Regions from separate parts of the Mus musculus genome. Here all the other regions are linked to region 1. Evidence: chromatin contacts called from public Hi-C and HiChIP or PLAC-seq data. All regions are on one chromosome and are shown on one strand. The core of a region is the stretch at or near the end of the contact, and the rest is flanking DNA. Distances in the headings are between cores, read along the strand shown. Region 1 holds the start of Ndufaf2 (NADH:ubiquinone oxidoreductase complex assembly factor 2). Region 2 has its middle 4.7 kb from the start of Gm41053. Region 3 has its middle 20 kb from the start of Depdc1b. Region 4 has its middle 9.8 kb from the start of Gm41054.

What was found. Hi-C and Micro-C count contacts between places; a contact is called where the count stands out from the background. HiChIP or PLAC-seq counts read pairs in DNA pulled down with a chosen protein or histone mark.
Region 2: an H3K4me3 HiChIP or PLAC-seq map of embryonic stem cells shows a contact between it and region 1, with 11 read pairs. The contact joins the enhancer-like site here to the promoter of Ndufaf2 in region 1.
Region 3: a contact with region 1 is called in an H3K4me3 HiChIP or PLAC-seq map of embryonic stem cells, with 7 times the contacts expected there. The contact joins the enhancer-like site here to the promoter of Ndufaf2 in region 1. A contact is called at or near these places in 5 of 39 promoter capture datasets (the HPC-7 cell line, HPC-7-derived erythroid cells, embryonic stem cells and 1 more), 1 of 15 datasets of contacts at CTCF or cohesin (large pre-B cells), 2 of 484 Hi-C or Micro-C datasets (the HPC-7 cell line and nephron progenitors), 7 of 115 datasets of contacts at active chromatin or transcription factors (CD8 T cells, the HPC-7 cell line, the SCID.adh cell line and 2 more) and 1 of 9 other capture datasets (liver).
Region 4: a contact with region 1 is called in a Hi-C map of cerebral cortex, with 2.2 times the contacts expected there. The contact joins the enhancer-like site here to the promoter of Ndufaf2 in region 1. A contact is called at or near these places in 4 of 484 Hi-C or Micro-C datasets (cerebral cortex and embryonic stem cells), 1 of 115 datasets of contacts at active chromatin or transcription factors (embryonic stem cells) and 1 of 9 other capture datasets (pancreatic islet).

The regions. Positions count from the first base shown.
Region 1 is chr13:108,154,683-108,161,020 of GRCm38.p6, reverse strand. It overlaps Ndufaf2 (NADH:ubiquinone oxidoreductase complex assembly factor 2), which reads left to right and starts at 2,396. Exons shown (of 4, transcript NM_001127346.1): 1 at 2,396-2,578. The coding sequence starts at 2,452. Ercc8 (excision repaiross-complementing rodent repair deficiency, complementation group 8) reads right to left here and starts at 2,283. Exons shown (of 12, transcript NM_028042.4): 1 at 2,151-2,283; 2 at 291-386. The coding sequence starts at 2,227.
Region 2 is chr13:107,915,494-107,922,020 of GRCm38.p6, reverse strand. No RefSeq gene overlaps it. Among named protein-coding and RNA genes, the nearest start is that of Gm41053, 4.7 kb to the left of the region's middle. Within about 2 kb of position 2,285, at least 24 of the 459 cell types and tissues checked have an H3K27ac peak or open chromatin away from gene starts, as enhancers often do. A contact at or near this core is called in embryonic stem cells, where this site is marked.
Region 3 is chr13:108,292,916-108,299,544 of GRCm38.p6, reverse strand. No RefSeq gene overlaps it. Among named protein-coding and RNA genes, the nearest start is that of Depdc1b, 20 kb to the left of the region's middle. Within about 2 kb of position 2,099, at least 227 of the 459 cell types and tissues checked have an H3K27ac peak or open chromatin away from gene starts, as enhancers often do. A contact at or near this core is called in CD8 T cells, the HPC-7 cell line, the SCID.adh cell line and 3 more, where this site is marked.
Region 4 is chr13:107,968,351-107,975,092 of GRCm38.p6, reverse strand. No RefSeq gene overlaps it. Among named protein-coding and RNA genes, the nearest start is that of Gm41054, 9.8 kb to the left of the region's middle. Within about 2 kb of position 5,047, at least 37 of the 459 cell types and tissues checked have an H3K27ac peak or open chromatin away from gene starts, as enhancers often do. A contact at or near this core is called in cerebral cortex, where this site is marked.

The DNA of each region.
Region 1 (6,338 bases), core at 1,147-3,646:
AGAGGTTAGAAGACCACTTAAATGCATCCCACACTTAAAAGCCTTCGGCATCAACATAAATCCCTGGCTTATTGATTTAACATGAACATATTAATGCCACATTTGGAATATCGATCTGATAACATTTTGCGTATTTGATTTTCGATTTCAAATGAATAGATGCTTTTCCAACAAACGCTACAATTTACAACTTAAAAAAAAAGTATTTGTAAGAGCTTTCTTGTAATCAGTCTGAAAAGGCAAGATTTTTCTGCACCTCACTTAGAAGGAAACGTGAAGCCGTAACTTACTATCTTCCTTCAACGGGCTCAATGTCGAGGGTGTTAACCCCACTGCCATGGATTCTTTCCACATCCCTGTCTTTGTTTAACTCCAGCCCCAGGACCCTTCAAAAAGGAAAAAGGAAAAAAGATAAAGCAACGATAAGAAAAACATTTAGTATCAATTCCTTATTTCCCCAAGATTACCACAAATTCTGCAAGGCTTTAGCTTCTTACTACATCTAAAGATATTCAGACTTATTAATGTAGGCCTCTAAACAAGTTTTAAACTGAAACACTACTTTAAATTTCATTTAAGCCTCCCTAGTGCTGTGATCCATTAACACAGTTCCTCGGATTGTAGTGACCCCAACCATAAAATTATTTTTGCTGCTGCTTCATAACTGAAACTGTGTTTCTGTTATGATTCATAATATAAATATCTGATATGTAGGATATACGTAACCCCTGTGAAAGGGTAGAGACACACAGGTCGAAAACTGCTGATTTAAAGCTTTTAAGTCCTTAAAAAGTTATCTATGGATAAACAAGCTTTCAGGGAAAGTTAAAAATTCCAATAAACTTGGCTGATGACACCTAGTGGATAAAAGTTTGAATTGCACAATTTAAAGATTCTCTTAGATGTCTAAGACTGTAGAAATACAAACTATTATCAATGCCACAGTTAAAATGAAGTGAAGCGGAGGAGGGTTAGCGGTACCAAAGCGCAGCAAAGCTTTAGGGCGCAAGTGTTAAACTTCTTGATACGGTGATGGTCTTAAAAACATGTCAGCACTCAGCATGTTTTACGCAACCATGAAAATTTCATTTTTCTTTCTGTAGGGGTGCGGTGGAGTGGCATATGTCATTATGCAGCTCAGTTTGACCTGGAACTTGCTTCGGTAGCCCAGGCTGGGCCAGAAATCTTCCTCCATCTGCTTCTAGGAACCTGGGGTCACAGGCTTGTGTCACCAATGTTCAGCGTGTTCAATATCCAGTTTATGTGAATTACAGCTCCAGGTTGTAAACATCCTTTAAAAGATGTTGCCTGAGAGCGCCAAATGTAATGTTTACTATGCTTTTGTCACTAGCAGATGACAGGGAAGGACATCTTCTCTGAATAAATTAGGACTTTCCAGTTCAGTTACAAAAATAAATGAGAATTAAAGAATAACCTCATTACTTTAACAAAACAATAATCTTCACTGAAGCGTGAATATATATATATAATTTCAGTGTAATTTAACTAAATACTAGACCCCGTCAACATTGTTCAAATTTCAGTTACTAAGAAACACCATAAAGCTCAAAGCTCCAAAGCTATTTCATCTACAAGCCACTATATAAATAGCACGTGGTTGGGGACTTATTTACATGCCTTCTTTTCGAAATCCGTACGATTGATTTCTGTACACCTGTTACTCGGTTTACAAACACAGTCAAAGCATGCAGGTTCGTCTGTGCCTCAGAGATAAACCCACATGAAATTCTACAAAAATAAAGGCATTGGTCAACAGAACCAAAGCGCACCAAAGAAATAAGAAGCAGTCATGTTGGCAGTGAGGGTCCAGTGGAAGGCCGTGGGGTGAGCTGGCCGTGAGGATGTTCACAGTCCTGCCATTGGAGAGCCTGCCATCAGGTCTCTCCTGGAGTGACAGTTATCTAACTCGGCTCCCTGGTTACTTCCAACTACATCCTTCATGTACACAGCAAGCTACAATTACTGTGACCTGGGTTTTTCCTTCACACTCTCCCCTACACGCACACGTGGGTCTTCCTCCTCCGGCTCCTGCCGACTTCATCTTCAGCCCAGTCGGTCCTGCGACCCGATCTCCCTGCTCCAGACTCTCCCTTGGCACCGGAAGAGGAAAAGACACGCGCGTGACTCACCTCCGTGTGGACTGCGCTCTACGCAAGCGAAGAGGGTCCTCCAAACCCGACTGTCGAGCGGACAAAAAGCTCAACATCTCGGGTCCACACACCGGCTGGAGGCCTGGGCGCTGCCATGACAGACCGGGGAACTGGGGGATGCAACAACACGGGCTCTCATTGGCCAATCAGCGATGTGGCCTGACCAACGGAGAGCGGCGTTACTGGGGGGCTCGGAAAACGCCGGGCAGTGGGCGGAGCTTAGCGTGGGCGTGTCCTCCGGTGGCGGGTTGAAGCCTCAGACCTTGAGTTCGGCGCAGGCATGAGCTGGTGGTCCGGTGTGTGGCGCTCTGTTTGGAGCGCCTTGTCCAGGGAGGTGAGGGAGCACGTGGGCACGGACCATCTGGGGAACAAATACTACTACGTCGCCGAGTACAAGAACTGGAGAGGTGAGAGCGAGGAGAGGATACCGGTCGATGGATGCGCGTCCCGGGCGGGTGGCGGCCGCCGTACTTGGGGGCCGGGCCTCGGGTGCCCTGGTCCCTGTCCCGGGTCCCAGGACTTGGCGGTTGCCTTGGGCGACGAAGTTTGGACCCGGTCCTGCCAGAGGTTCTGGGGAGCATCGGGAAAGGCCTTGCGCCAGTGCCTTGCCTTGGTCTTCAGATCCGGGTTGTCCGCAGAGTTTGCGGTTCTTGGTGTCGCAGTGTCTGGCGCGCTCTCCCTGTCTGTCGCCGTCCTTGTCAACCCAGAACTTTCCGAATACACTGATCCGTTCTAATGTCCAGGTCGATTTCAGAAATGTGTGTCTAACTAAAACTGTTTTCAAGAACTGGAACGGTTTAGTTAAGAGGTGTTCTTTTATAGCCAGGCTTTAATCCCAGCACTCCGAAGGCAGAGGCGGATAGATCTCTGAGTTCGAGGTCGGCCTGGTCTATAGAGTGAGTTCAAGGACAGCCAGGGCTACACCTAGACCCGTCCCCCCGGGGGGGGGGGGGGGCGTTCCTTGTATGTGTGTGTGTTTGTGACTGTGTGTCTCTGACTCTCTCTGTCCCCACCTCCCCGCCCCCCTCCTCCCCCGTCCCCCTTGCAGCAGGCCACACAATGTCTTTTACTTTTCTCTATTGCTCCAGTATAGAAAGTCGCAGAGAAAGAAGTTGGGTCAGAGTTTAAGCGCTGACTGAGGCAGCTTAGGCACAAGTCCATTTTTCTCACTTAGGTGGTCTTACATGAAAGAGATAATAGTAGTGTCTGTCGCTACTGGGACGGTTGAAGACTGGTCCAACAACTGTGTTTCATTAATTTCTCACAATATTAACTATGTTAAACATTTATAAAAATGTTTTTCTTATCTTTAAAAAAGATTTATTAATTGTGTGTGTATTGCCTGCAGGTGTGTAGTTGTGTATCTGGTGTCAAAGCTGTTGGAACTGGAGTTGATGGTTGTTTAGCCACCATGTGAGTGCTGGGATTTGAACCTGGGTCTTCTATAAGAGCAGCAAGTGCTCTTAACCTCTGAGCCATCTCTCTAGTACCCACTTAACCCTTTTCTAAAACTTACTACCTTGAACTTTTTTGCCCACTGAGCATTTAAATATGCTGCCTCTGCTGCCTGTACCCAGATATCCACTGATCTGGGTTTCTGATGCTACAAATTGGTCTTCGTTTCCTACAGGTTTTAAACGTGAATATTTGTATATATGTCTTTATAGATTTCTTTCTGGGTCCTGTATTTAGGATCATTATTTTGAAGTTCATCTTTATGTGCATCAAAATTTTTACCTTGTTGCTAATGTTCTATCGTGTGGAATGCAGTATATATAGTTTTCTTACCTGCTCACCTGTTCATAGATCTTTGGATTAGTCCCTGTCTTAAGACTGTCACAGATAAATGATGAGACTTATAGATATAATGCGTTCATTTCTCTTTTACAAGGAGAACGCCTGGATCAGCCTGGAGATGTAGGTTAAACTTTGTGAGAAACAGACAGAGTGGCCCTAGTGGCCCATCCGCCTTTAGTCCCAGCACTCAGGAGGTAGAGGCTAGGGAATCTCTGAATCTGAGGCCAGCCTAGTGTACAGAGCAAGTTCTGGAATAGGTAGGACTACACAGAAACACTGTCTCAAAGGAAAAAAACAAAACAACAACACCCACCCCCCCAAAAAAGAGAGAAAAGAAACAGCTTGAAGATCCATTTTGTACCCCCACCAGCACCAACAGTTGAACTAAAGGGTTCAACTGTTAGGCATAATACATACATAATTGATACATACAGATACTCAGTTTTTCTTTACTGTTTACTTTATTTCTAATGAACTGAGTTTATTTGTAGTTGTTTTCCAGGACTGAGGAAATGTCTCACTGGGTTTCAGCCCTTGCTCAGCACACAGGAAGTTCTGAGTTCGGATCCCCAGCACCAAAGCCAGGGATGGCTGTGTGTACCCTACTCCCTAGCTTTGTAGGAACAGACTGGCAGCTCCGAGAGGTCAGCCAGCCTAGTCAGTAGGCAAGTTTCCAACCCAGAGACAGGTGGTGTCTCAAGGTAATGAGGCGGAGAGTATAGATAGAGGAGAAGGCCTGCCGTCCAGCTCTGGCCTCCACATGCCTGTGCACAGGATGTGCGCTGGCACACACAGAGCACCCAGACACAGCACAACTTCCTTTTCAAATTCAAACGCTATAAAACTAGCACACATCTCGCTTTTTGGTGGGTCAGGGCTTCATCTAACTTCATCATGATCAGGATACTGCCTTCAGTATCAGCTGACCCTTGACTCTCTAGGTTCGTAACCTTGCTAACTGATTATTATGCCAATTAGAGTTTTGTCTTCTTGAGAATATTATCTGGAGAGTCATACCATCTGTAACTCTTAAAAAATGGCCTCTTCCATTCAGCATGATGCCTTTAAGATGTGAAGAGTTATCAGTAGTTTGTTTCCTATTATTGGTGACTAACAGTCCGTGTCAAGGATATGCCGTAGTTTGTATGTTTACATTGAAGGACATTTGGGCTGAGTCCAGCTTTTGATGTTTATGAATGGAGCTGCCACAGAATTCACATATGGGTTTTGCATGAGCATTAATTTTCATTTCCCCAGAGGTATGACTGATTCTTAGCCTTTTCCTACCATTTAATTTCCACATGAGCTCAGTGCTCCAACTTGCTCCAAAAAATGTGAATAAAATACTTAACATCACAAGACCTTGTTGGAGTGCAAGAGAAATAAATTGGAAAATGTCACTTTAAGAGAGTGAGGTTTAAGTCCCCATCAACTGGAGTTAAATTTGGATTCCTTTTTTTTTTTTGGTTCTGTGATTTCTTTTTTCACTTGTAGTTTTCAGCACAGGGAGTGTGCATATATTTTGTTATATTTGCTTAGAAGTTTCTTGTGTTGGATACTATGAAGGGTATGTATGTGTTGTTTTGGTTTTCTGTTTTCTCCTCTGAAACAGCCTCAGTATGTAGCTTTGGCTGAACTAGACTCACTGTGTAAACCAGGTTGGCTTGGAACTCATAAAAGATCCACCTGCCTTTGGCTTTTGGCTCTCCCGTGCTAGGATTTTTATTTACCTTTTGCGTGCGTGCGTGCGCCTGTGCCTCTGAGTGCGCAGGCACACACGTGTTCCTATGCATGTGTACCTCTATATGGAAGCCAGAGATGAATGCCATCTGTCTTCTTCAGTCACTGTCTACATTATTTTTTGAGGCAGGGTCTCTTGATGAACCCCGAGTTCACTGATTGAGCCTGATTGACTGGCCATTGTGATGCTGGCTGTCCCTGGGGATCGTCCTGGCTCCACCTTCTCTGCCTTAGGATTATAGGCACATGGTACAGGAGCTGGTGTTTCACATGGATGCAGGGATTTGAACTCAGGTCCTCACACTTGTATAAAAGCACTTTACCCATGGAACCATTTCCTTAACCCAGCTTTTAAAACTCCCTTTGTAAGCTTAATCTAATAGCTCCTTGCTTGTTCCCTGTTAGCTCAGAAGGTTTTTGTTTTTTTTTTTTCATGAGTGTATCTCAAAATTGTTTACTCTCATAAACTGAAATATATGGGCTGGCGTTTTAGTTAATATTGACTTGTTTATTCATTATGTGTGTGTGCATGGGTCTGCTTGGGCCACAGGGTGCTTGTGGCTAGCAGAAGAAGCCTTGGGACAGAAGATAGCTCTCTCCTTCTGCTCTGTGGGTTTGGGGATTGAAGCT
Region 2 (6,527 bases), core at 1,036-3,535, 240 kb after region 1:
GGAGAACATGGCAGCAGGGATCAATCAGTTCAGTTCAGCTCCAGAACACTGGCTGCTCAGCTTGGCCACCCCTGCCTCCCTTACACAAGGAACTCCAGCGGCAGCTGGGTCTGGGCATGTCTTTCATTGCAGCAGATCCCTATGGGTTTGAGACTGCCTTAAAGCAAGCTCCAGGACAACTCCAGGGCTATTACACCACCACCACCACCACCACCACCACCACCACCACCACCGTGAAATCCTGTTTACAAAACAAAACCACAAAGAGGGTGTAAGTGCCCAGGTCACCTCCCAGTCCTGGTTCTTCGTTTGCCTTGGGGACTTCTGTGAGGGTTCCTCAAGCAATCTCATTTCCAGCATCATAACCTTCCATTTAACCCTACACACATGCACTGCACTCTTACCAGAACCCGGTGATCTGCTGTGCATCTGCTGCTCGCTTCTGGATCCTTTGTGAGGATTGGGAAAACACCTTAGGTCTAGAAAGCCAGACTGTTTCACATGTTTCCTAGTGTACGCAGTCATAGACTCTGTCTTCCAGAGAGCATCAGGATGAACGTTTTCAACTCATCCTTGACTTATTCACAGACACACCAAGCAGCACACGCACACACAGAGCAGCACCTCATACCAAGACGGCCATGCTCTCTAAGGGTATGAACAGTGATGGAGTGGTTGCTTTGATCAACCTCTGGCTAGTCGATCGTATGGGAGAAAGCACCTGAGAGGCTGTATTACAACAGACCAGTGGTTCTCAACCTTCCTAAAGATGCCAGCCTTTAATCCAGTTCCTCTTGTTGTGGTGACCCTCCCAACCATAACATTGTTTTTGTTGCTACTTCATAACTATAATTTTACTGCTGTTGTGAATTGTAATGTAAATAAATATCTGATAGGATTCCCTGTGAAAGGGCTGTTTGACCCCAGGGGATCTGACCCGAGGGTTAAGAACCCCAGCAGTAGAACACTTGCTGGTTATCTTAAAATCCTGGATCACCTCGGTGATTTTCAGGCGTTGCTCACAGCAGCATGTTGCTGCCACTTCTTGACCGTTCTCTGTAGGGAAACTCACACATGTGGCTGGAATTTTGCTTCTTCCTTCTGCAGTGTCTCTCTGATCCCCAGATCTAAGATTTCTTTACTTGGTTAAGGTGAGTCTCTCCACAAGGGAGAATGAAAATCCTGGTCAAATAGGAAAAGGGATGAGGGAAAGTGAGTTTCATTAGTTAATTGTCAATTATTCTTCTCTTGAGTTGGCTGCCTTCTGTCTGAGCGACATTGAGGACATCTGTACTGCCATATTCCATCTACAGTGGGGAGGGTGATAGGGTTAGTCCCAGGAAGCTGAGGCCAGTAATAAGGTTATCACTGGTTATGAGTCCAGAGCACTGTTTGGCACAGTTAATGTTCTCTTAATGAATCCTCTCTTCTTCTTCTTCTTCTTCTTCTTCTTCTTCTCCTTCTCCTTCTCCTTCTCCTTCTCCTTCTCCTTCTCCTTCTCCTTCTCCTTCTCCTTCTCCTTCTCCTTCTCCTTCTCCTCCTCCTCCTCCTTCTTCGTTAATGTGTGTGGGTTTTGCCTTCGTGGTTTGTGCACCACATACATCCCTAGTGCCCAGGGAAGCCAGACAAGGGCATCAGATCCCCTGGAAATGAAGTTATCCATGGTTGTCAAATGCCATGTGGGTGCTGGGAATCGAACCAAGGTCCTCTGGAAGAATGAACACTGCTCTTCACCACTGAGCCATCTCTGTAGTCCCCACACCACTTCTTATTTATAGTCTTGTCACAGAGAGGAAGTCTTCCTATCTACATCACATTACCTTACAAAGAAGGTTGTGGTGTGAATGGGGATAACTGAAAGTTCCCCCCTCTGCTGCTATTATTATTATTATTATTATTTCCTTCCTCCTAGGCTCACTATCTATCTCCCTCTATCTCCCCCAAGCCACAGAACAGTTGTCACTTTACTGCTCTCTGGGGGCATTTGCATTTAAACAAGGATCGATCATGAACTAAAGTGTCTCTTTTTAAATAAAAAACATTTCTATAGGTAGGTGTAGAAGGGTGTTTTCTAGACCCCTGAAATCACACCCCATATCTGATTACTTCCTCCAACTATCAGTGACTCAGTCAAGCAGGGAGTCACTTGAACTGTCACAAACTGAGGTCCTGTTGTCACAGATCTTGCAATCTAAAAGAGAAGTCGGTTAGAACAACAGGGACAGAGGCAAATAGGGAAAGTCCAGCAATTCCTCTGCCCCAGGCACTAGGAGGAAGGTGTGGCACATACTTAAGCAGAACATGGCCTGATCTTTGTGAGCAGGTACTTAGTAGTTTAATGGAAGCCACAGAACACACCAGATGGCGGTAAGAAATGTGTGTGAAAAGAAGACCAAAGGCACCCTGAGGTGGTTAGAGAACAGGGGCCTTGCACTGGGACTTGAAAACCTTGGTTTTGAAAGGGCTAGGTGTCTTCGACCTACAGGTTTGGGTATGCGCATGGGAAAACAACAGGGACCAGCCCTTTCTGGCTGGGTGATGACCCCAAAGCCAAAGCAAAGGAAACTTCATTGGAAAGAAATAGGAGCCTGAGAATCAGGAACTTATTAGCATCCACTTGACACCATCTTTACACTTTCCTTGAACTTTTCCTTTCCGCATCAGACACCTCGATTCCTGGGTGGTCGGCCATGCTCCTTCCTGCCGAGTCCTAGCTGCTTTACTCTTGATGGAGGGCTGGAGCTATTGGATCTTATTTCAAAAGGAGAGGAGGAAATTGAAACCAGAAAGGCGTCCTGATAGACTTTTAAGAGTTGCTCTCTCTATCTGTGTGTACATCTCTGTCTGTCTCTCTGCTTCTGTCTTGGTCTCAAAGTGGTGGTGGTGGTGGTGGTGGTGGTGGTGGTGGTGATGGTGGTGGTGGTGGTGATGATGATGGTGGTGGTGGGAGCAGTAGCAATACTTCTTTCCCCTAACAGGTATTTCTAGCTGGGTGCTTGTTTATTGGTAGTGGTGGTGATGATGATGATTAATGGTAAAGATAGTGATGGTATTTGTGTATACACATGTGCGCACATGTATTCACCATTCAAAATGGAAGTCTTTTCATAATTCAATGTAGTTATGCAAACACAGCCCAGTGATGTTAACAAATAGAATCCAGATACAAATAACAGACTCAAATGTATAACATGGAAAAACTTGCCAGCGCTAAAGGGAACTCTTCTCACCACCCTATTACATCACAAGGATTCCTTCCATTTGGAAATAAACACTAGGAGAGGGCAGCGGGATCGGCACTATTGAGACATTTCAGGTGGTCTTCAACGACAGCTGTAATAGAACTGCTGGGTTGCAGGAAGACTGCCTTGGTAACAAGTGAAGTAATTTCACAGTATTGTGAAATGAGACATGAATCCCTCACAAACGTTAGGCACCTCCGGTCTCAGGAATGTGCACAACGGGTAGACATTAATTACAGCAGAAAATGATTCCACATGGAAGCCAATGAGTCTGTGACTCATAGCTGGGTGCTCCCAAGAGAACTTGGTTCTTCACAGCCTGTTGAATTGGGTGTCAATGAAGATGATGATTTTCGCGATGCTCCCTGGGGCACTGGGTGTTAACTCCTAGGCATAGACGTGCAGGCAGCTGTTGAGTGAGGTGTGGTGGGGAATCTAGAATGGCAGCGAGGCTGCTACTCTTGGTGGAATATGAAGTTCCAGTTGAGTCAAAGAAAACACGTAATGTGGTTAGCTCACAGGAAGTCTTCAGACCTTGAAGGCGTCCTCCCTTGCTGTCGTTTCCCAGAATGCTATTGCCTTGCGAAGGGCTAATCAAGAAACTGAAGAAGTCTTCACTTGTGTAGTGGACTTGATTTTTTCCACTGTTAAAATAATACATGATTTTTGGCAGATGGTGGTGGCGCACGCCTTTAATCCCAGCACTTGGGAGGCAGAGGCAGGCAGATCTCTGAGTTCAAGGCCAGCCTGGTCTATAGAAGGAGGAGTTCCAGGACAGCCAAGGCTTCACGGAGAAACCTTGTCCAAAAAAAAAAAAAAAAAAAAAAAAAAAAAAGTTAATACAAGCTGGGAAAGCCAGACTCTAGAGAAGAGTTTGGGGAAAGTGTTATGGTTTATTCTCGGGAGCATAAATAGGAGATGGGACATTCCTAGAAGGTACGCCTCCAACAATGATGGCATGCCTCTGAAACTTCTCCATGAGGGTGTCCAGTGAGGCTGTGCTGTTAACAGGAAGTTCTCCCTCAAGCCAACCACCCCAAGTTCCTTCTCCAGCAGCACAGCCTCATCATCCCCCGACTTCCTGCTGGAATCTAATGCTGCCATTCTTAACTCCTTATTAAGTTTGGATCATTAAGTTTACCACCCCCAATCTTCTATTTTATAAACTACATAACCCCCAATTTTGTAAGCTTTTTCTTAAAAAAAAAAAAAAGGAAATTTTACGAACATCTCGAGGTGTCAATCTTAAGTCACAGACTTTGAGGAATAACTTCCATATTACCATATAGATAAATACTGTACTTGGGTCATAAAGCTACCGCATCATACAGAAATCCCTGTGTCCTGGGCAGTCCTGGGCAGTCCGGTAACCTTCTCTCTGTCTCAGGAGTGTGGAAGGAGGTGATAGCTCATGGGCCAGACTAGTAAGATGCTCCCTTGTGCTGATTAGATGTCCATTCTCTCGCCGAGACGGCCGACAGGAGCAGGATGAAGTTGTATGGAAGTGTGCAGCAGTTTTACAAACGCGCCTCTACCACTGAGCTCCATGTGTGTGCTTGCAGCTATTATTAGCAAAACAATGACAGGGAAATGTATCTGAGAGAAAATTAAAAAGGAAATGTCACACTTTCTTTTTAAGAGAAGATTTTCTTTTTAAAAGTATTTTTTTTTTTTAATTTTCAAGATTTTCCTCTTGGGGAGAAGAAGAAAGTTTCAGGGTAGCAAGATGCTCCATCTCCTGGGTACCTGGGGAAAGAAAGTCAGCCTGTTGGCCTCCGTGTCAATGACAATGCCTGTATTAGTCAGGGCTCTCTACAGGAACAGAACTCTCTCCCTCTCTCTCTCTCTCCCTCTCTCTCTCTCCCTCCCTCTCTCTCCCTCTCTCTCTCCCTCTCTCTCTCTCCCTCTCTCTCTCCCCCCCTCTCCCCCTCTCTCTCTCCCTCTCTCTCTGTCCCTCTCTCTGTCCCTCTCTCTCTCTCCCTCTCTCTCTCCCTCTTTCTCTCTCTCTCTCTCTCCCTCTCCCTCTCCCCCCTCCCCCTCCCCCTCTCTCTCTCTTTCACACACACACACAATATGATTTATATGCTGACTTATTGGTTGTACTCTGAGTAGTCAACAACACTGTCTTGCAATGGAAAGACCGAGAACCTGGTAGTAGCTTAGTCACTGAGGCTAGATGTCTCAGCAATCCCAAATGGGTGCTGGGGTCCCAGGAGATACTGGGCATCTATATTGGAATCTGAAGACATGGGTTCTAATACAAGCGAAGGAATGTCTCACCAACAGCATAGATTAACTTGCCAGTGAGACTGAGAAGAAGCAGGCAAAAAGAGAAAGATCTTCCTTATTCCATATCCTATATGTGGGCTATCCATAAGAGTTGTAGCCTGTATTTAAGATGGGTCTTTCCCCCACTCAAACCACCAGGTCAAAAAATTCCATCCCAATCATGCCCTGCAGCTGAAGTTTTAGCTCATTCCAGATGTAGTTAACAACCAAGATGAGTGATTATAATAGCCAAGGCTAGACCGCAAGCTTAGGACCCTCTGCAGGGGACAAGGGCATTTAGTGAAACAGCCGAGTGGTCCAGCCTTAGGATCCCTAAGTCATCCACCAATATTGATATAAGTAGGTGCCTTAGGGAGAGGAAATGGTACCCAGGAGGGGAGTAGGGCTTAGAGAAAGATTTTCTCCTGCCTCCACTTCCAAGATTCTGTGGTTACAGCTGCAAGTCTGTATTCCTGGCTCCTTCTTGTCATCTTTCTCTGCACCCAGATTCCTTTACAAAATGTTCTCAGTCTTAGGCCTCATGGTACAGGCCTAATATCCCAAGCATTCGGAAGACAGAGGGAGAAGGATAGCTACGGGGTGAGTTCAAGATAAGGCTCTGCAGCTTGGCAAGGCCTTGTCTCAAAATAGTTTTTTTTTTTTTTTAAATGAGCTAAGAACATAGCTCAGTGGTACAGCACTTACTTAGTGTTGGGGGGATGGGGAGGGTACTTCGGGATCAATTCCCAGTGCTGGAAAAATAAAAATAAAACATCATCCCTCTTGCCCACCAAAACCTAGTCTTTCAAAGGACTTAGCTCAGTGCAGGCTGAGATAGAATGAAAGACTATCAGAAAGAACAGCTGGGGGTGGGGTGGGGTGGGGGTTAGGTAGGAGTGGCACAAGCCTGTAATCCCATTACTCTGGATGCAGAGGCAGAAAGATTGCCACATGTTTGAGGCCCGAGTTGTCTACATAGCAAGATGTAACATAGCACAGTCTCATAAAAACACAAGC
Region 3 (6,629 bases), core at 850-3,349, 140 kb before region 1:
TTGAAGCTACTGTTTAAAGTTGATTTAGGTCTGTAACCCCAGCTAATGCAGGGAGGTCTTGAGTTCAAAGCTGGCTGGGAAAACTGTGGCAACCCTGTATCTAAATAAAAAATAAAAACCAACTGGGGATATGGTTTGGTGCACTATGGCAAAGGTATGCTACTATGATACACACAATGCTACTACAACACACACACACACATCACATACATATCACACACCACACACACATCACACACACAGATATATATATCCACCACATACACGTTGCCTCTCACACATACCACATACATATACACCCACCACATCCACATCACGCGCACATTGTTCCACACACATACACACCCACCTCACAATCACATACACATATTGTACACACACATTTTACATACACATCACATATGCACATGCATGACACAGACATATACATATAATACTCATCACACACACCTATATACACACACATACACAGAAATCACACAGATATACACACATTTTATATATACACACACACATTTTACACAATATACATCACATACATACACACCCACTGCAGACACACACATGCATCACATGCATTTTATACACACACACATAAATAAATAACAAACAGTTCCAGGGCTATCTAGCTCAGTGGTAGAGCACTTGAGCACTATGCATTCAAGATCCATGGTTTGGGTTTATTTCGCTAAGCAATGTTTGTTTTTTTGGTTTTTTTTGGTTTTTTTTTCTGTAACTCAGGCTGCCCCAAATTCACAACCTCCTGTATTAGCCTCCTGAATGCTAGGAATTGTAGGAGTGAGTTTGTGCTACCTGGCCCAGCCTAAACATCCATATTTGGTGTGAGGTTAACTGAAGCTGTTCTTAAACTTCAGTGATGGAATTAGGGGGCCTAGATGACCAAACCCAACAAGATCTCTTCTTAACTTAAAAGTAAAAAAAAAAAAAAAAAGGTCTCAAAAATTATGAAATAGGCAAGAAACAGCCCCCCCCCCTTCCAGTGGTCAGGGTGGGGAGCCTACAGAGCTTAACACACCTCAGAGGATTGTTCTGTGCCCTTGCCACTGAATGTCACCAGCACACTCACATGTGCCTGGGGCTAGCCACAGAGCCCGTGCACGAGGGGGTGGGTGGGTCGGATGTTCAGCAGGACACACAGACTTTCTCTTTAGACTGCTTATCTTGATGGGGGAGATAAACGTGAGTTGGGTGATTATATATATTTAAATCAATATGGCGTAGAAGCTCTGAAAAGTAGGCTCTTTGACTTTCTGGGAACATATCAGGAATTGGTTCTAAGTAGTAGGGACATAGCATCCTTAAGAATTTGAACTGAGATAAAATAATCTAAAATATTGGTAGGGATTTCTCAGGCCAAGGGATGGGGTTTGTGGCACTGGGGGTGGGGGGTGGGGCAGCCTGAGAGGGTGATATGGAGAGGTAGTCTGGTGACCAGGGCCATACAGAGGCACAGAGAGAAACTTACAACAGCTGAGAATCCAGAGATCAAACCGGACAATAACCATGACTGTGAAGCTGGGCAGATGCTGTCTCTGTGGGGTCTTGAGGGCAGCCCTCCCCCACTCCTACCCCAGCAAAGCCGAAAGCCATTACAGGGCTTACACAGAGATGCATAATTAAGTTTGTGTTTTACCATTAAATTGGCTAATGGAGCATACTGGCTGGAGCAAGGAGGAATGCTAGCTCTCCAGACAGAAGGCTCTGCTGGCAGCACAGGATGCTGGCAAATACATTCTAGGGCGGGGCCTGTGAAACATCACTGTCACTTCCTGCCACTGAACAAGCACACACCCTTTCTGTGGCTTCCTAAAGATTTCTACAAGCATTAAGGAGTCTAACTAAACTCTAACCTAAGCGCTCTATCCTAACCCGCCCCCCTCCGCATCCCCCCTTTTTATGCCTTCTAGGGAAATGCCACGATGAGGTTGAGTTTGACCCTGTGAGTTTGGGAACACAAACATACCGGAGTCTGCAAACATCAAAAGCTTCCTAAGTGGAGCGGAGATGCATGGGGGAGGGAGAGGAAATGCGGAGAAGCATTTGACTCTTTGGAGGGGAGGAGGGATGGGAGAGAGGAGGACAACTTCTCTGCACAGGCTTGGTATCACTCTCCCTCGTCCGGAAGTCCTTTTGCCCTGTAAGATACAGCCCTGGAAAGAGTCTGAAATAAGGAGCAGCTCTAAGTGGGGAAAGATCGAGAGCTTCGGGGAGATGGTGCAAGCGCTGGTGAGGGAGGGATGGGGAATTTTAGCCTTGATAGCTAGCTGAAAGACAGTTTTTTGTTTTTTAAGGAAGATAATGCTGAGTATTGCTTAAAACCGTTTTTGTTTGTTTCTTTATTGGTTGTTTGGTTGTTTTTTTTGTTTTTGTTTTTGTTTTTGTTTTTTTTCAAGACAGTTTCTCTGGGTAGCCCAGCCGGTCCTGGAACTTGCTCTGTAGACCAGGCTAGCCTCGAACTCAGAGATCCACTTGCTTCTGCCTCCTGAAATGTGGGATTAAAGGCAGGATTGAATGTGGGATTCAGGAGCTGGCCCCACTCCTCATCTGGGCAAAGCAGGATCGAGCGCTGGCCCCTGGAACCCAGGCCCAGGATTGCTGGCTGGCAACTTCTACCCAGGCCCAGATCCAAGGCTCTGAGTTGTCCCACCCCAACATCTTCTTCATCTATGAACTGTTGGAGCATGCTCAAAAGGCTGATTCAATAGAACCAAAGCTTTAGGATCACCATGACACAGGATAACAACAGGATATCCTAGAGGAGTCCCCATGAAGATCCAATATTGAGAGGATAGCACAAGCCAGAGGCCTTGAACCAGACCAATGACTCACTGCAGTGAACCTTTGCAAGTAAAAATGTGTGGACGAAAGGGTACACTGTGGGACACACTGTAGCTTCCATGGCGAGATGGTTTTTATTTTTATTTTTTGTTTTCTTTTGAGGGAAGCTGAAGTGGTGGAAGGCAGATGCGAAGGGGCAGGAAGATGAGTGGAATTGGGGTGCATGATGTGAAATTATGCAGAATCAATAAAAAGTTATTTTAAGCAGATATAGAGCCAGGTATACGTGATCAATAGTCCCAGCACGTGCGAGACTGAGACAGGGAGGTTTACAATTTGGAGCTACCCAGGACAACATAGTGAGGCTCTGTCTAAATGAATAAATAGCCAGTGTGCTTAGGCATGCCCCCACAGTCTCTCAAGTTCATTCTCTCCTGTATGTAGTGAATTTGAGGCCAGTATAGGTTGCATGAAACATTGTTTCGATGACAGTATAGGTTGCATGAAACATTGTTTCGATGACAACAACAACAATAAAAGTACATACAAAGCTGTACACACTACTCCAGAGAGACAGGAGAATGACTTGAGCCCAAGAGTTCAAGACCAACCTGGTCAACATAACAAGACTTTATCTCAACATAACCAGAAAAATAAGTGTGTTAGTTTGAATATGCTTAGCACAGAGCGCGCTGTATTAGGAGGTGTGGCCTTGTTGAAGAAAGTAGGTTACTATGAGGATGGTCAATGAGACCCTCCTACTAACCACGTGAGAGCCAGTCTTCTCCTAGTGGCCTTCAGATGAAGCTGTAGAACTCTCAGCTCCTCCTGCACCATGCCTGCCTGGATGCTGCCATGTTCCCTCCTTAATGATAATGGATTGAACCTCTGAACCTGTAAGATAGCCCCAATTAAATGTTGTTCTTATGAGAGTTGCCTTGGTCATGGTGTCTGTTCACAGCAGTCAAACCCTAACTAAGACAATAAGTAAACACAAACAAACATGCAATCAGGTAAAAGCATATACAATTCTTGAGCTATGAAATAAAATGTTTCAATAATAGAGCAGAGGGGACTAGTCTGGTAGTCAGGAAGGGGCTGAAAAATAAATAAATTTTTAAAAAGAATAAAAATCCAACACATTTCCAAGTGCCTTCATTCTAAGGCAGGTGTAGAGTGATTTAACAACAGAAAACAAAGCCCTTGGTTAATGCCTGGTTACTTCAGGTTATTGTGTTATTTTTTGTTTCTTAGGAAGGTCTGGCAAAGCAACCAGGCCTGGCCTCAAATGTTCTCTCCTGCCTCTACTCCCCAAGCTGTAGGGCCACAATATTTCACCAGCACAAGGAAGCTACCACTTTTATGTAGGATTCGGATCAAGGGAACTTCATGCCAATGGAAACTGGACTGGAGGGGATAGTTAGCTCTCTTTCTAGTCATGATCTCTCTGGGAAGATAAATAGCTCGATTTGGGTTTTGGGGGTGGAGTTGTAGCAAGAGTGAGTCCATTTTGAATTGGGGTGATCCCTAGTGGGCAAAGTACTTACTTGCTATGAAAGCCTAAGGAATCTGACCCCCCAACACCATGTAAAAGCTGGGCACTGGGATGTGTCCCTGAAGTCCTTGCACACACACATACACATACACACACCGCACATATACATATAAATACATGTGGATATATATATATATATATATATATATATATATATATATACATACATATGCATACACATAAACATACACACAGATACTGTGATGGTTTGAAGAGGCTTGGCCCATGAAGTGGCATTATTAGAAGGGTTGGTCTTGTTGGAGTAGGTGTGACCTTGTTAGAGGAAATGTGTCATTGTAGGCATGGGCTTTAAGACTCTCATCCTAGCTTCCTGGAAGCCAGTCTTCTCTTGTTTGCCTTCAGAACAAGATGTAGAACTCTCAGATCTTCCTACATCACTCCTGCCTGGTCACTGCCATGCTCCTGCCTTGATGATAATGAACTGAATCTCTTAACCTCTAAACCAGCCCCAACTAAATGTTGTCGTTTAAGAGTTGCCTTGGTCATGGTGTCTGTTCACAACAATAAAACCCTAAGACACATACACATAAATGAACATACCCACATACATATGCAAACACATAAATACATGCATATTCATACACACAGATGCACATACACACAAACATATATGCATACACATAAACATACATGCATATTGTACATACACACATACACATATGCATGCATACATGCACCGTGGCTGTACTTTGATTTCTAGCCTGGTCTCTTGGGGTCAAATGCAAGAACTTAGGATCCAAAACAATGGCCTCTTGTGAGTTTTACTTAATTAAAACCTGCTCCAAATTCTCCCATCCCTTAGCCATCACCAGTTATTGTTCTATTTACTCTGCAATTCCCTCAGATACGGATTATACAACATTTGTCTATTTGTGATTGGTTTATTTTATTGACTATGATGACCTCAGAATTCATCCCTATTGTGACATTATCAGAATTGTTCTTTTTGAAGGCTGAACAATATTGCATTGGTTTTACAATTTACTTACTCATCCACCTGTCAATGAGTCATTTTGGCTCTTCCTACTTTTTGTGAACAATGCTTCAGTGAACATGGCACGCAAATGTCTTTCAAGACCTGATTTTGAGGGAGTATGTAGCCCCAAGTGGAGTTGCTAGGCCATGTGAAGTTTTACTTTTGTTTAGTACCTCAGCATCTGTTGTTTTACTGGCTCATAACAACACAAGAGGTTCAGCTTCTAATAACCTGAGTTTGATCTCCAAGATTCGCATGGTAGAAACAGAAAACTCCCAGAAATTTTCCTTTGGCCTCCACACATGTGCTATAGCACAAGCATAGCACCACACATGTATACATACATACATACACACACACACAAACACATATACATACATACATACAAGCACACATACATATACATACACAAATATACATACATATACACATACATACATACTTACACACATACACACATATACATACATACATAGGAGATTGGTGTGGTGCTACTGTATTCAAATGCTGAGTTCTGTACTCCAAGATATCATTACCCCCACCACCCTATGGGGAGATCTTCAGGGAGGAGGGGATCCTATCATCTATCAGCTTTTGTTGTATAAATCTTGCCACCTAAGTTATCCGATTGGTTAATACCCGCAGCCTGGGCTGGGCAGAAGAAAGGGGCAGAGAAAGGTTCATGGGCCTGGGGGGTTGAGGAGGGACCCTGAGGAGAGGAAGAAGGAGAAGGTTACCATAGGATAGCATGGGTCGTGAGCACATAGCCATGAGAGCTGGCCTGCTGGAACAGAAGCAGCCCAAGTGGAACATAAGGCAAGTAATGTCTCAGGATTTTTGACGGGGGAGTAGACAGAATAGAATAGAGGGCTGATGTCTACCCAGCTCTAGTGCTTTTAATGTGGAAACTATATGGTCTAGGTGGGGTAGAACCCCCATACACACAAATAATATTTACCACAACATAAATAAGTAAATATTAAATAGGTAGATATATATGCCTTTTTAAAAGTTAAAAGGAAGCTTATTTTTAAAAAAGGAAAAGGAAAGATTAAAAGGTGACAACTGTCTGGAGATGTATCTCAGTTGGCAGAGAACTTGCCTGGCATGCACAAAGCCCAGAGTTAGTCCCCAGCATCACACATATCCAGGCATGGAGGCACATTTCTGAAGACCAAGCTCTTGGGAGGTGGAGGCAGGAAGATTATAAGTTCAAAGTCACGTTCAGCTGTGTGACAGCCTCGAGGCCAGCCTGGCTACCTGTGAGGGGCAGCCTCT
Region 4 (6,742 bases), core at 3,798-6,297, 190 kb after region 1:
GATACCACCTTAGCATGCCAGTTGTGAGTTTTCATACTAAGTATGATTCATTGAACAATGCATTAGGACCGAGCCTTTGCAGCAAGGGTGGTCTAAGCAAACCTACCTGCTGGCTGTTCTACCATTACATAACCCGTGAAACTGCCTCCAACCCACGGTACACGATAGTTTAACAGCAACCCACAACTGTTACTGCCTGAGTATTTGCTGTATTATACTTTCATCGTTATTCTAGAGGGTGTTCCTTCTACTTAGAAAAAGTTTATAGTTAAAACACCCTGCTGTGTTCCGTGGTGGCAGCCCCGTACATCTTGTATGTCCCCACAGCTCTTGATAACACCATTTTCCTTTGTTCTTGATTTCGTGTCACGTTGATTGCTCATCAGCACCTCTCTTAAGAGCAATAGGCTGCAGCACACACCCCAGCATGCATCCCCACGCATAGATCACTCAGCCTGGGTGTGTACCTAGGCTTGTCTTAGTACGCAATGTTTGCACAAGAACACAATTATCTAGCCATGATGCGTTTCTATGAAAATCCCCAGCATTCAGTGATGCGTGACTATGTCTTGAAGGTGCTTGTTTTCTCTATCTGTGGGCACAAGACTAAGAAAAGCTAAGGAGACGCTTATGGCATGGGACACATGTTCTTTATCCAGGCCACCAGCAGTACCCCTACTGTAAAAAATGATGAATTAGTGTTCAGACCCAAAGGGACCCTGGACAACCCTTGCTGCTGGATTGTTTGTTGTTGGGGGTAGGGGAGCGAGTTCTCTGAATTATTTAGAGTGTTGCTAGTGCAGACAACAGCTTTTAAGGAGGAAGCGATAGCAGAGAATAGCTTTAACCAAGGAATCAAAGTCAAAGAGCATGTGCCCAGGTACCGAAGTAACCAAGAAGCCGTTTCCACGTTTCCAAGATGCTGCAAGCCTCTATGCCTTCCCTGCAGGTGCATTTCCATTTGCACAGATTTCTTTTGTCAACTTGACACAAACCAGAGTCAACTGAGAAGATAGAACGTCAGTTGAAGAATTACTGCCACTCTATCAGCCTGTAGGCATGTCTGTGGGGCTCTTTCTTGATTAAATGATTATTGTGGAAGACCCATCATGCCCCTGCGCAGGTGATCTTAGCTTGTATAACAAAACAAGATGAGCAAACTAGAAGCAGTGTTTGTCTGTCCTCCCCCTCCATCTCCACTTTATTTTTGTTTTTTTTTGTTTGTTTGTTTGTTTTTTGGTTTTTGTTGTTGTTGTTGTTGTTTTGTTTTTTTGAGACAGGGTTTCTCTGTATAGCCCTGGCTGTCCTGGAACTCACTTTGTAGACCAGGCTGGCCTCAAACTCAGAAATCTGCCTGCCTTTGCCTCCCAAGTGCTGGGATTAAAGGCATGCGCCACCATGCCCGGCTTCACTCTCCACTTTAGTTCCTGCCTCTACCATCCTGCCTTCGTGTCCCTCGATGATGCTCTGTAAGTTGTAAGCCAAATAAACCTCTTCCTTCTCATCAAATTGTGTTTGGTTATGGACCTTACTACAGGAAGAGAAACTTAACTAGGATACTACTCCTGGACAAAATGGCAAGTTCCTTGTCTCCTAGGTTCTTTCTTAAAAAGAGGAGAAAGATATCGGGATATATGTATTAGTTCGCATCAGTACACAAGACATTAGCCACACTCATACCCACAGTCATAAATAGGTAGATGAGGACCGACTTCTTGACACAAAGACTTTTCTGTTGTTCTATTTTCTATTGTTCTAATATCACGCCATGTAAATGCAGCCACCTAGCCATAGAAGGCTATTTAAAATAGTTCCCAGGATTTGTCTCCTTCAACTCAGATCTTTACATAAGAGGTCCAGGCTAGGGTTGAATGGATGGGAACAGAGTTGCAGAAACTGAGTCAAAACTGGAAGAAGCCGAACTCCAATCCACGTCTGGCTCCTCCAGTCATCGACGGAGAAAAAAGAGATCTCTAGAAATGGCCTGTCTGAGTTCCTTACCACCTCCATTTTCCATGGCCCATGTCAGATAAATGTTCTTAGAACATTTCAATAAATAAGGCACAGTTAGACCTCTTGTAGATTTTTCCTTTGGGAAATATTTGGTCACCTCCTTAAAGAATCACCTGTGTGCTAAGAAGCCCGAAGTAGAGGCTGCAGCGGTGGATCAATGGACGCTCTTGCAGGGACCCTGAGTTCAGTTCTCAGCACTGAACCACTGGTCACTCCAGTTCCAAGGGGTCTCACACCCTCTTCTGACATCTCCGACCTCTACAGACACCAGACACACTTAGTGAAATGCAGGAAACCACATATATGCATAAAATACATCTTTAAACTGCTTTATAAAAGAAAGAAAACAGGGTAAATCTGAGGACCCTGGAAAACTGTGCATGTCTGTGCGTGTGTACACGGAGGCCAGGGGACAAGGTACAGAAGGACTGGATATTTTCCAGTGTAAACAGTACAAGTGTCACTTTTTAAAAGCAGCTTTTCTAGTGAAGCATTGCTGACTGTATTTAGAAGTTGATAGTATAATTCGGGCTCCTCTGGGCATTGTGGGTAAACTATGATTTTCTTGGTTGAAATGCCTCCTCCCCACCCCAGAATAGTAGAAAGACTGAATAATTTAATATTGGACACTTTCCCTTTGGGGGAATAATTTAAGCACTACCACATGTCTTCTTATTTTGTTCTTGTCTCTCAGGAATGGTTGGGCATTGACAATGTAGAAACAAAACAAACACATAGAGACACACTTGAGGTGTGTGTGTGTGTGTGTGTGTGTGTGTGTGTGTGTGTGTGTGTGTTTAAAATCACTCCAGTGATTCCCCAGTCACTGGGCCATGGTAATTATCCAGGAAGGTGTTTGAAGACATGCTCCATTGAAAGAGTGATAACAACCTTCAGAAACTGCTTAATCCCCAGGAACGAAAACCAGTCTGATGGCGGCTGCACATGATGGAAACAAATAATCACTGAAATTAGAGCCACGCACGGAAGAGCGCCCGAGGGGTGCTTGCCAGCAGCTGGCAGTGTCAGGAGAGCTGGGGTCCAGGCAGCGGGCCCTGCCCCAAGGCACTCATGGAGAGTTGATGTCTTTCTCTGGGTTGCATGGCCCACAGCCCCACATCACAAGAGCCTGGATCCTTGGCTCCTGGGAGCCTGGAAATTGGAGTCTCTTGTTTTTATTTATTTGTTTATTTATTTATTTATTTTCCAGTTCTTTTACCTTTTCCCTGCACGGAGGAGAGATGCAGCTGACTTTATTTACATCAAACAGCTGTGGAGGTTAAAGTTAACTCCAATGTCGAGCCTTATAATTTACTTGAAAAGTGCACTGACTCTTTAAGCACCCTTACTTCCTAAGTACGCAGCAAGGCACACTATTCAGGGAGCCTCTTGTCGCAGAAAGCTGAATAAATTATATACATTATGAAGACATTTAGCTCGGAGATACTAAGAAAAAACATGGCCCCACACACACTGTCTGATATCCTCTCAAGTCAAGATGGGATGCTGAGGACTAAGATGTGACACCTATGACACCCTGTGACCTGGAGGCTGGTTCCTCTGTGTTCTCTGAGAGATGCTTGCTCTGGAGGAGGCTTGGTCAGCGCCTAAGAAGCCTGACCAGAGGGAATCATTTAGGAGCGTCTACTGGTCCTCACCCAGTTACCCCTTCCAGCCACCACAATCCCACCGGCCCCCCTTCAGAGCCCAACTTGGATGGCCCAAAGACCCATTTGAACCTTCAGGTGGTGGCAATCTTCCTCCACAACTACCACCATCTATGTGAAGACCCATGTGACTACGCAGCAGCCAAGTCCTTCCTGAATTCTTGCCCACAAAAGCATTTTAAAATATCAAAATGGTTGTTTTGGTTTCCTTCATTACGTTTTGGGATAATCTGCTACCTAATAGCATCAGCAGGCAAGAGTGTTCTCTCCTCTGACCTCCAAATCATTCCACGGGTTTACTTTCACTTTGGGGCCTAAAGACCACTGTTGTTGTTTCCTTGGCTTTGTCTCTTCAGAGTCCATATACAATTTTACCTCTCAGGCCATCACATGTCTGCTTTGCTTTCTACATCGCTGATGTAGAAAGAGCTGAGAAAACTGCCTCAGAGGGAGACTGAGGCCTGCCCAAGGTCACGTGACGAAGCTGAAGTAAACCCAGGTCTTCCCAAGCCAGGTTTCCTCCTCCTTTTTCCCACGTAATTATTTTCATTTCCCACTGACCTCATTTAAAAAAAAAAAATAGATGGATCGAGCCTTTTCTACCCCAAAAGCTGTAAACTCAGGACTTGACAAACCAGCAGAAGCCCCCAGCTGCAGCACCTCTAGGGGTGCCCAGAATATGCCTAGTGGCTGCCTTCTTCTCTTAAGGGGTGTTGAGGGAGGACAGCAAACAGGGAGGTGCCAGAGGACCTACTCCCTGTCTTGTTCCCCCCAAGGCTCGCATTCTGAAGGCAGCGTGCTAATTATGGTCAGAGCACAGGCTGGGATTCCGGAACACGCTGGGAAAATGCCAAGCTTGCCTCTCACGCTCCTGTGGTGGACACCTCTGAGAGAGAGAGAGAGAGAGAGAGAGAGAGAGAGAGAGAGAGAGAGAGAGACCTAAAGTATTTTTAAATGACATATTGCATATTTTGGAAGGGGACTCAGAAAAGATGAGTGATTGGAAGAAAAGATTTGAAGTCTGTGTTAGGACCGGGGCTGGCTAAGTGTTGGGAGAGTGTATCTGCATGCTTCATCTGCCACTCAACGGCTAGGCAGGCTGTCATTAATACATTCTCCACCGCCCACTGCCCCAGAGTTGCCTCATTTTTTCCCCCCTAAGCCCTACAGCACTGTCATTTCATGAGTCTGGCAAGGGAATTAGAGCCAATGAATAAGAAGACCACCTCCCCCACCTCCTGGTGAGGCTTCCCATTCCGTTCAGCTCTCTTGCCAACAATCAAGCAGTCTCCCTCCTCCATCCCCACCTCCTCCCACTCTCCTACACCGGAGAGGAAAGGATAATTGTGCGTCTTTCACATGAGGTGTGGTTTGGTTCGATATGTACTGTTGGTTCTGCAGATAGGCTGGTAGGAGGCTGTCTATTCATGTTATGCCATATGCCACTCTGCTGGCTGGCACGAGGGAGGAAGCCTGAAAAGCAAAGACGAGAAATGGATATGCCTCCTGCTTTTGAAGCACAGACTTTGATAATAATAATCATAAGGCAAGAATTTTAGAGAACAAAAATCACATAATTGCAGCTGTGTTAATCCTTCACCGGTTTCCTTGTGCTGTGTCCAATTTGCCTCTCAAAAAGACCCAGTGACAAATTAAATGGCCTCCCCAGACTCATAAAGCTATGCCCAACTGGATATTCCCCTATATGTATTGTATATATTCTGGAAAATTCTGTTGTAAATTGATTTTTTTTTCCAAATCTAGTTATAGTTCAAATATTGTCAAGGTGCTCTTGATTTAAATCAGTACCATTTTGTAAAGCAAATAATAATTTTGTAATGTAAATAATTGCTCCCTTGTTTGTTTTGCGAGTTTGGGATTTTGTGATTATATTTTTTTCTAATAACAAGCTATCCCTATAGTTAAGAGTAAGAAAATAGCAATGATAATTATCATTAATGATGTTGATAATATAAAGTTATAAAAATATAAGATAAAAATGTAGGAATTTAAAAAGGAACCTTTCTCTGGAGTGGGTGGGACTATGTGCCCATCCCACAGTTAAACTGTATGACACCATAGGTTAAACACACAGGAGGGAGGCGATTTTCTCTGAGATAGTCCACCATCGGGTCACTGTTTGACCAGAATACTGAATTTGATTGTGTAAAGAAAGCTATGTATGCACATATGTATACATGCATATATATGCATATGTAGCATTGTCTAACAAGAACTAGATAGGAACATAAGAGCCTGTGAGTAGAGAAGCCATTCAGATACACATTATTTCGTGTCATGAAATATTAGGCGGCTGTGAGGAAGGACAGAGCAGTACCTGAAGAGTTGCAGTGAGGTGCAGTGTTTGTCTGTCTGTCTGTCTGTCTGTCTGTCGCATAGTCAGCACTTGGAGGTTCTTGTTTGTGAGTGTGGAGTGAGCATATTCACCAGTTGGGTTCACCAGTAGTATGAATGGTGAATACTATCCCTATGGGGATATCCAAAATGCTCTCCCTTTGGGGTTTGCTGGGAGCTGTTGATAGGCTTGGGTGCCATAATGGTCACACTCACAGCAGACTAAGCAGCTCTGCCCAACACTATATGAACTTGAATCGTTCACAAAAGACTCCAGTTGTTTTTATGTACTTAAATTCAAAAGACAGGTTTTTTAAAATTGTATATCATTTAGTGAAGAAATACTAAAGTTTCCTTTTTCTAAGATTTTTTTTTCCTACTAGGAACATCACTCACTGGGTTATATTGCTACTACTTTGCTGTTGCTGCTGCTGCTGCTGCTGCTGGTGCTTGGGATCAAATTTTCATGTCTCTGCCATGATGTGTGATGGACAGGTGCTCCACTACTGAGCTGTAGTCTCTGCCCGACTCTGCATTGCTTGTTGAAGGGGAAATATGTCTCCGTCTCTTCCAGATGAAGTTCCAAGTAAGACCATAGTCTCTCTTTTAAGGTTGTGTGGTGGGTTTTCTGTATTTAAGAATATAAAGTGTTGACCATGTTACTGGGCTGCCTTGGGGGGTATGGTTCCTTCTTCTCAACATTTACT